Regions from separate parts of the Drosophila melanogaster genome. Here region 1 is linked to region 2. Evidence: chromatin contacts called from public Hi-C data. All regions are on one chromosome and are shown on one strand. Each heading gives the region's core, a stretch centred on a gene start, on an enhancer-like site or on the middle of the called end of the contact. The rest is flanking DNA. Distances are from core to core; before and after follow the strand shown.

Region 1 (4,502 bases), core at 854-3,353, 110 kb after region 2:
AAGCCGCGTAATATGCGCACCTGTTCCACATTGCAGACGAGCGGTACGATGTCAAGGCGCTTTAGTTTGGTATAAACCGTATGCAGACCGCCGACCAAGTGCTTCAGGAAGAGCTCGAAGGCCTGCGGCAGGCAGAGCATCGTTTCGTTGCTAATTATGAATGCGGCGACCTTCTGACCCCGGTACTCCACCAGCTTGCACTCATTGGCACTGGGATCCGAGGTGGAGATCGGCGGCGGTGAGTTGTACGACCTTGGCGGCACATGGTGATGGGCGGCGGCCATCAGTTCCAAGGGGGAGGCATGGTGCATCATCTGCAGGGAGTTGAGGAGCCCCAGCGAATGGGGCGGCAGTCCATGGGGCATTCTGGGCGGTAGGCCCGTCGGCAGTCCGTTGCCCGATGGCATTCCATGTGGCGGGGGGCTGAGCTGATGGTGTTGCTGCTGCTGCTGTTGCTGCTGCTGTTGTTGCTGCTGTTGCTGCATCTGCTGCATCATGGAGTGGTTGAGGGAGCTCACCGGACTGACGGCACTGGGATGGCGACTTGGTGAACTGGCCGGTGAGCAACTGGATCCTCGTCCTGTGTGCGAGCTCCGTCCATTTGGACGATCCTCGTTGGCTCCACGCGAACTGTTGCTACCGTCGCGTCCATTGTGCTGCTGCTGTTGCTGCTGGGCTGCTGCGGCTGCCGCTGCTGCGGCTGCCTGCTGCTGCTGCTGGTGATGCATCAACATGGCGGTGGTGTTCATATTGCCCGCGGCTCTTTCAATACCACTATTAATATTGTTATTTATTGCGCCCGCTTTATTGTTGTTATTTTCACTCTGTTCACTTGTCACAGAATCCATACTTCATCATGGCCGACACTTTTGTTTATTTACTTTTTAATCGATTCGTTAATTTGACGTTTTTTCTATCGTGACAAAAATTTGACACAAAGTAAGGGAGAAATAGAAAATAGATGGTGAGAGGAAGATAAATAATTAATGAACTCTTAATTCATTTTTAATTATTTATTAGGCTTCTATATGCAAATTCTAAGTGAGCGTGTCTCGTATATTCCTATCCGCTTATTATTGGCTTTACATTTTTAATACTTCTGTAAGTTTTATAACATCAAATTTAAATGCAGACCTTCAAAAAATTTACAAACGATTTAGGATTTGTATTAGGCTCAGCTATGCTCCTATTTATTAAAATCTATTTTTGAGCCAGTTTAGTTAGTTATATGGTAGCTACAAGTTTATATTGCTAAATATTTTTTGTAAATTAATATCCTAACAAACATTTTACTTACAAAGAAATATAGAGAACTAACAGAAAATAGAAAAGTTTCCTTTCAGACATTTAAAGTCCGATTATCTTCTAATACCCCCCATAAATAATCCTTTATCAACAGAACTATTGCTTTGCAAACTTTGCTTTAATTAAGTTTTGGGAAAAACAAGGCAATGAAGCTAATTTGGATCCTTACTGCCAATTTGCATAAATATACCTATTGTCAGCTTTATTTGAATAATTCGATATAGAACATAGATTTACCTTTAAGGAGGTCTAAAAGTAATTTATAAACTCAACATCACTGACACAAGACACTCGCGCACTTTGCTTTTTGAATTTCGCTGTGAAATATATACTCTGAATATTTCAAGTTATTTATTCCGATTGCCCGCTTGTGTTAATCGAGTTCGAATAACCGTTTTCGTACTGGAATTTTGGAAACCGGAGCTGTGTCCGTTTTCGAGTACCGTACCGACGGATTGTCACTCAGAGATTGAGAGATGGCAGCTACTCCGCTGCGACGGCGACGGTGGCGTCGCTGCCTCTGCTTCTTCGCCTTCGACTGGTTCCTCTTCCCCCTCTCGTTCGGAGAAATCAACGAAACGAATTGCATTCGAATGGGAATCGACTGAGAGCGAGACGGCGCGAGGCGACGACTGCGAGTGAGCGAGTGAGCGGGCGCTAACGAGTGCTATTTTTTTAGCCCACCCACACACACGTACGTACGTACGTACACACGAAGCGCTACCGTTATGTACTGAGAGAAATGCGCGCGCAAAAGTTTTATTGCATTACCTTCTCTTGCGAATGACAAATTCGTAATGAAAGGCGAGTTTCAATTCGATTCCTTTCGGATTTTCGTGGCAGCGACGCCGGCAGCGCGGTCGGCCGAGACGAGTGTGCTTGTATGTGTGTGTCTGTGCCTGTGAGAGCGAGCTGGTGTATCTGTATCTGCGATTGTGCAAAACCAGAATACGAATACGAGTACGAATACGAATGTCTGTTGCCCGTCCACGTCTCGCATTACACCAATACCAGGCCAAAAAGGGGAGTGGTATGTGCGATTGATCGGTGTGTTTGCATCTGTGTATATTTCTGTGTGCAACCCCGAAAATACAATGACAAACGTAATCGCTCTCTCTCTCTTGCATTCGTTTTATTTATTTTTTCAATTCGTTTGTGCGTGTTGTGTTCTTCAAATCCTCCCGCTCTCTCTCTTTGGAAAAAAAAACGTTTTTCATTTCAATTTCATTTCGTTTCAGTCTGAGCCCTCTCTCTCACACCATCTCGCCATCTCTGTCGCACGCTCAGGTGGGCTGCAACCAATAAACACGAGCGAGCGAGAAAGCAGCATATTTGCATAGCCAGTCGTACATGTTTGCGCTCTCGCTCGCCCCCATGGGCGACGCCTTATATAAACAAATGACAATTGTTTTGGCATTTTGTGTTGCAAAGTAAATTATAATAAATGCATTGCCAGAGAAGAAAAGTAAAAAAAAATAGCTTTACTTCGAGTTTGCGCAGCTGTCTTTGACAAAAAGCATTTTAATTTCAATTAAAAGTAAATGACAAACTTTCAACGAATTATACTTTTCGGGGCAGTGTTGCTATCTCTTTCCGTCCCAAGCTTTGATTTTTTTTGTCAACCGTTTTCCGTTTCCCATTCGTTTCCATTCGAGTCCCGTTTATTTGTATTTCTTTTTGTGTTGCTGATTCGGAGGAGAGCAGCACTATGGCAGGGCATCTTTCTTCCACTTACACATATTGCGATAATGGGGTTTTTTTTCGCCTGAGGGGCGTTCGTTTTTCGGGTTCTTATAAATAGCATTGCTTATAAATTCTGGCATCGCACCTTTGCCACCTCTATATGTTTATGTACAATGTATCTGAGAGCTCGGTCATTTTTCTATTATTTGTCTTCGTTTCGCCTTCTGCGATTCTTCTCCATAACGATTGCCATTCCGTCGCCGAACCAATCGCATTCCGTTCTCTCCATTTGAGAGTTCCATGTACATATTTCTTTCTATATGGGAATGGAATACGTCTTTATGTATTGTGTTTGCACATGACGTATGAATTTTTCTTGTTCGTTTCGTTTGGGGCTTTTCTTTTGTGGATTTCCTCACCCACTGTCTTTTAGGTGACAGCAACCATTTAATATTAAATTGATTGCAAATGTGGATTTCCAACAGCTTTTAGAAAATATTTTCGGGCTTTAAAGAAGAATTTAAAACACAATAATTATTGTAATGTAAATATTTTATTTTTACATCGGTTTGTTTCATTAAAAAATAGTTATAAGATTATATTAGATATGAAAATTAATATGTAACGCTACTTTTTTTCTAAACTGTGACATTTTAGGCTATTTTTTCTTTTACCATTTCCTTATGTCATATGAATTTCATTTAATTATGACATATACATGAATCGCTGGCTTTAAATTCGAATAAGTACATTAAATTTACCAAAAATGACATGCAGAATTAAAAAGTATTCATTCAAACAAATTTGTTTTCCCCCCATAAATGGACAACAAAAAGGTACTGCCTCTATCATCCAAGTGTCAAAATATGTCATAGCAACCAACTATCGTCAGTAAGAAATGAGTTCTACAACATGCAACTTTTTCATGGTGTCGCAACTGTGGGCGGGAAGTTTGATTTTTCGCAACAAACAGCTCGCTTTGAACTCTGGTTTTTCTCTTTAATAAATGCAACTGATCTAACTATTAAGTAAAATTGTATTTTTTATTAACCACAAGCAAGCGCAAAGATGAGTTTATATTCTAAAAAAAAGGAGGGTGATTAATTTCTATTAGTTTGGATTACAAATTTGGACTAGGAGTCAATTTGAAAGTCGTTATATCAATAATACTTCTGGACTTTGAAGCGACAGTTACTGTTCCATAACTTCGGATTATCAGCTTTGCCTTCACCACATATATAGAGTATTCTCTGGATGTGTCGAGATTTGTATTTTTAAACGACGACTGGATGGCAAAAGTTCAGTGCGCTCGCAGCTATTATGTGGATTATCTGCCTCTTGCTGGTGCCCCTTGTGGCGGCCAGTTCCAATACAAGACTTCTAAATGGCATCCTAAGTCATGTGGACAAGGAAGCCAATCCCTGTGAGAACTACTACAACCACGCCTGCGGCCAGTACAACATGCGTCACATCGACGACACCTTCTTCGACATTATACAAATGCTGGATCACCA
Region 2 (4,946 bases), core at 171-2,670:
CTGCTTGAAAAACGACACACACACACAAGGACTCTGGACTGCACTTCAATTAAAACCCGAGTCCTGGCCAAGGCACTTAAGTGCTTTTTACTCTGCGAAAGGTGTGAGAATATTTCTTTTGCCCAAATTATTTCAACATTTTCCGCTCCGCAGGAAAGGGGTTGGGTCATGTCCCAAAAAAAGGGAAAACAGTAATATGAAGATTTCTGCCGAAGAGTTCCGGGCATGCCGGGTCAAGGGTTTCCAAAAAGCAATGCTTTTCGTCCTGGGTTTTGGGATCGGGTTTCTGGGGAGCTCTAGTTGTCCACGTCCAACACTTCGTGGGGCAAATCTTCGTGTAATCGGATAAGGTAATTGGGAAGCTTTGTCTAGACATTAAGCGTACATAGTAAATTTTGTTTTCCCCAGTTTTGACCGAAATATGACTGCCAATGAGGATGTTTCGGAAAAGGATCTCCGCACAGTGGCCTCTTAAATATTTGCAATGAACTAAGAATTTGTGCTAAGAAATAATTTTAATTTAACTAGACTGTACTGCCATAGTCTATATATTTCTTCGTTAATTCAAAGTGTAAAATTTAATAATTAATAAATTTCAATTTATTGTTTTTCAACAGCTCTCTATTCCACTGTTCAAACTGCACTCCCATCAATCAAAAATCGTCTCACATTGGAAACCTTTTCGGTGTTCGGCCGCAAAACTTTTGTTCGGCAACACATGTTCCTTTTCGCAATTGAAGGTCCTGCTTCCGTTTTGGCCAAGTAACTTACCAACAACAATCACTTGAACGAACAACTGCGACGGCTTTTAATAAATCGATTTAAATTTCTGATCATATTTTCATCTCTAGAGAAATTTAATAGTTTTTCGCAATAACATTTTATGTGCGGACGCATACCCATGACGCAGGATCCCAACATCATCCACTTTCTATAGCAGTTGAAAAAAAAAAACACTACACAGAAAATTCTTTTGATTTCTTATTTGTTGGTTAAAGTTTAAGGATAAAAAAAAACTAACAATATGGGCAGGAAATTATATAATGAAGCATTTTAAGGTACTTATTATTTTGAAGTTTTCAAAAGTATTATATATGTATATGATCAAGCTTTCGTAACAATTCTAAAGAATTATCTTCATTGTAATTAGCAATTCTGCTATTTTAGTTTTAGGGTTTTAATTTTCAAAACTTGGGATAAATACAATTTTTGTCTGTGCTGTGTAAACAGGAGAAACTAGCGAGAACTACCCAACTAAAATAATAAGAGCGGCAACAAACTTGGGGACCGGCACGTTGGGCCAAGTCCAAACAAAGAAACTGCAAAGTTTACGGGTCACACGATGTGCCAGGAGCTCTACGGGGATCCGTACAGTCTCTCTCACTCTCTCTCTCTCTCCTTCAGCAGGACCTCTTACAGGAATCCTTGTCGTCGTCGTCGTCGTCTATGCAGCTTCCTGTGCATGGCAATAAAATTACTTTAGCCCATAAGTATGCTACAATTTTACGTACGAGCTCCCAGCTTTTGGTCGCAAGTGCGGCAAATAGTTTTACCGCCACGCCCCCTGGACACTAGCCGCCCCCCATTTGCCACGCCTTTCTCCCGAGACACACGTCATAATTAATGCAAAGCTGGCAAATGTATGCAACACCTGCGGTTTGTTTAAAACGACCGCAAGCAGCACTTCTCTTGGAAAATCCTTATACCCACAGATGGTATTGCAGCCAATTTTGGTTATTAAAATTATTTGGCCAGTCGCTGACATTTTATGTTTATTTAATTGAAGCCCCAAAGCCATTGATATTCCGGGAAGGCATATTTTATACGCTTCGGCCACTGAATTTGCTCTACTCTCAAAATATTGCTTAAATGGGAAATGTTTCTATTTGGGGATTTGTATGAATACTAGCGGTATGTTTAAGCTACTTTGAACAATTTTGTAAGTCACTATAATGCTTGAAATATTTTCAAATAAATAATAAAGTTTGATCCCTTGGTTTGATTATTTAATTTAAGTCGCAGACCTTTTTCAATTCCGTTCCAATAAAATTCCAATTTCATTGCAATCATTTCCAATGATCTCCAGCATTTATTTTCGATGCCCGGGGTTCAATAAAATTGGTTTTTCAATTTTCAGTGGCATATTTCAAGTGTTGCGGTCAAGTGAACAGGACCAAAAACCGAAAACCCTTATATTTGATGGAACTCCGACCCTCGGCTAACAGCCGTTGACACAATGACGACATAAGTTATTTGCGGTTAGCAAATTTTTTTTGCTGCATTATTCTGCTTGGGGGGTTTAACTATAATTAACCAGTTTAGCTGACATCCCTGCCAGCACTTCCATTTGCCAATTGCCATTTGTTTTTTATTTATTAAAAAAAAAACCCGGCTCTTTTCTGTCATTATCCACTTACTGGGGGCCCCCTTTGTCTTTAGTTGACACGCAAATGAGTTGCTTGTTTTAAGGCATTGAGTTGTTGACCGCCACTTGTCAATTAAGTTGGCATTGATGTCACAGAAGAATAAGGACTCTGATGAGTCTATGTAATTGAAGGTTTTCAACCTATTTCGCGATGACATCATTTGCGTTCTTTGAGTTTTGTGGTTAGCTAGTTGTAGATAGCTAACGATGTTGAGTTAGGCTAATTTTGCATTTTTTAAAACCAACTATACATTTGTCTTTAACATTTTATATCATTTTATTTTAAAGTTTTAGTCTTTGTGGTATTTCATCGATTTTAATAGTGTTAGCGCACCATTTATTTGTCAGCTCTTATGATCTGTAATTAAAAATATATTTTTGGTTATAGAAAGTAACACGTACACTGCGAAACCTTTTGGAAAACCACCCGCACCACCCACTTCCTTCAGCATTGGGGCAACAAATGAAACCCGACATCGATTTTGTTCTCAAGTTACACTCGCTTTTGTTTACACAAAAATTATGTTTAATGAGCAGCAACCCCGAAATTCACGATTCCAGCATCTTCTGGGGTTGGCACAACTGACAATTATAATTACTAGGTCTTAAGTTTTTCGTGAAAATTATTATTTTAATTATGGACCGCCGGAAATGGGAGGGTGGAAATTCAGGAAAAAGGAAACACACACCCAGCGAAATAAGCGACAAGAATTCGATACATTTATGACACTGCGCGACAGATCATAAATTCAACGATTTGAGTGATGTGTTTGTGCAACAATAAACTAAACGAAATACTCCGTCCGCTTTATGCGATTGCCAGTTGCCATTCCAAAAGGAAATGGATGCGAAAAAGAAACATCTAATCAAGTGTCATAATCAGTTTTTATGGGCAAGCTAGGGCAATCATAACTTTTGGCACATAACATACATGTACAGTGTATACCGTATATCGCCTTGAGTTTTATTTCGCACGTTGATAATTTTTATTTCCCACTGCTCCGGCAGATAACTGCCATGCGTTTGTCCTGTGCAAATAAAATACATTTTTGCAGCGCTTTTATTTCCCATCAGTTTCAGTGCCAAGAAGTCGAACCATTCCAATCCAGTTCAGTCCACTCGCCCCCTTTGTAATAATCATTTATTTAATGTGCCCAAGCATTTATTATTTCCACTGACCTATCCCTGCTCCCTCGTCCTGGGCGACAAGTCCTTCGAATGGTCAAAGTTAGATTGGACACTTGCGCCATTTTGGCCTAATGAATCTAATTGAGTCAAACAAGTGGCCAGCAACATTATGGTAATGCTAATGTTGTCGCCCCAATCGCTGTGACTGTGACCTTCATGCTGGCTGGTTCTTTAAGATGGGGCAAATTTTGTTAGAAAAGAAGAAAGGTTTGGTTTTCCCACATGAAAATATAAGATAGTCTTTAATTAAATTAGCCAACTTGAAACCATCTATAGCATATCAGCTTAAAAAACTACGTATTTAAGCTAAATAATCAATATTAATCGCATTTTTAAAATTTTTAAGACGAAGAGTGAAGTATGTTTAAACTTTAAAATATCTTTAAATTAATTTTATTTGTAAGTCCTTATAATATTATTGCGAACAAAACGGTGACCTCACAAATTACAATACAAAGAAACAAATGGCTGAGAGTAAGTGGCGGGATTCATATCTAAGATATAAAGCCAGAGGCAAAATATTAAACGAAAATATTTCCAATTCATTGATTGCCATACTTCACGGCATGAAAATCTTCTGTTTGCATATTTGTGTTGAAAAAATGGAATATACACTGTACAGTATGCCCTCGGAGCTCAGTCTATGAAATAATGAACGCATGAATGATTGCATACTTTTCGGCTGCTTGCCATTTAACATTTTCATTGCCATTGCTTTTTTTCCTCCTTTTTTTTTTTTGGTTCGTATATGAAAAAATACCAAAATCGGTTAATGTTTATTGAAAAAGCATAAAATTCGTTCTACCAGAATGGAAAATATGCTTTTGATACAATTATTGTGCCTATCTGCAGGCGCCGGCCCTGAAAACGCACCCCAATCCTAGAAACTGAATCCTCCCCCACTACGAATTCATTCGAACTTTTGGGTATACCCTTGCAGGGGGTAATACCATTTACATTTAGTCTTTGCTACATTCAAAATATTAATATAGAACTCCTTATTTTATAAAAGTAAAAAAGCTTTTAGTATGGCAGGATTTATTGTTTAATTAAACATGAGTAAGGCTTAACATTCAATCATCTGTGATTGAAATTAATTATTGAAAATATGTTAATAAATAAAGCCTCTAGTATGGCAGGATATTTTTTTGGTTAACCAATACATAATTACAGTTTAACATTTAATCAACTGTCAGTTGTGTTTGGTTTTCTTACCTACATACATAATTTAATAATTATTTTTAGAGTATATACACTTCGATTTACTTCATATTCGTTTGCTTTTTGGTTTTTAAATTTGTTTTTCTCGTTGGGCTCTTTTTTTCGTTTGAGT

The links. Hi-C and Micro-C count contacts between places; a contact is called where the count stands out from the background.
Region 1: a Hi-C map of the Kc167 cell line shows a contact between it and region 2, with 3 times the contacts expected there. The contact joins the promoter of dac here to the enhancer-like site in region 2. A contact is called at or near these places in 33 of 107 Hi-C or Micro-C datasets (the Clone 8 cell line, the Kc167 cell line, the PNm cell line and 13 more) and 1 of 6 datasets of contacts at active chromatin or transcription factors (the Kc167 cell line).

What each region holds. Positions count from the first base shown.
Region 1 is chr2L:16,483,895-16,488,396 of dm6, forward strand. dac (dachshund) reads right to left here and starts at 2,104. Exons shown (of 12, transcript NM_165162.3): 1 at 1,543-2,104; 2 at 1-913. The coding sequence starts at 848. Nepl8 (Neprilysin-like 8) reads left to right here and starts at 4,254. Exons shown (of 2, transcript NM_135951.4): 1 at 4,254-4,502. The coding sequence starts at 4,309.
Region 2 is chr2L:16,370,196-16,375,141 of dm6, forward strand. No RefSeq gene overlaps it. Among named protein-coding and RNA genes, the nearest start is that of jhamt, 6.8 kb to the left of the region's middle. Within about 2 kb of position 1,421, at least 6 of the 39 cell types and tissues checked have an H3K27ac peak or open chromatin away from gene starts, as enhancers often do. A contact at or near this core is called in the Kc167 cell line, cellular blastoderm embryo and embryonic neuroblasts, where this site is marked.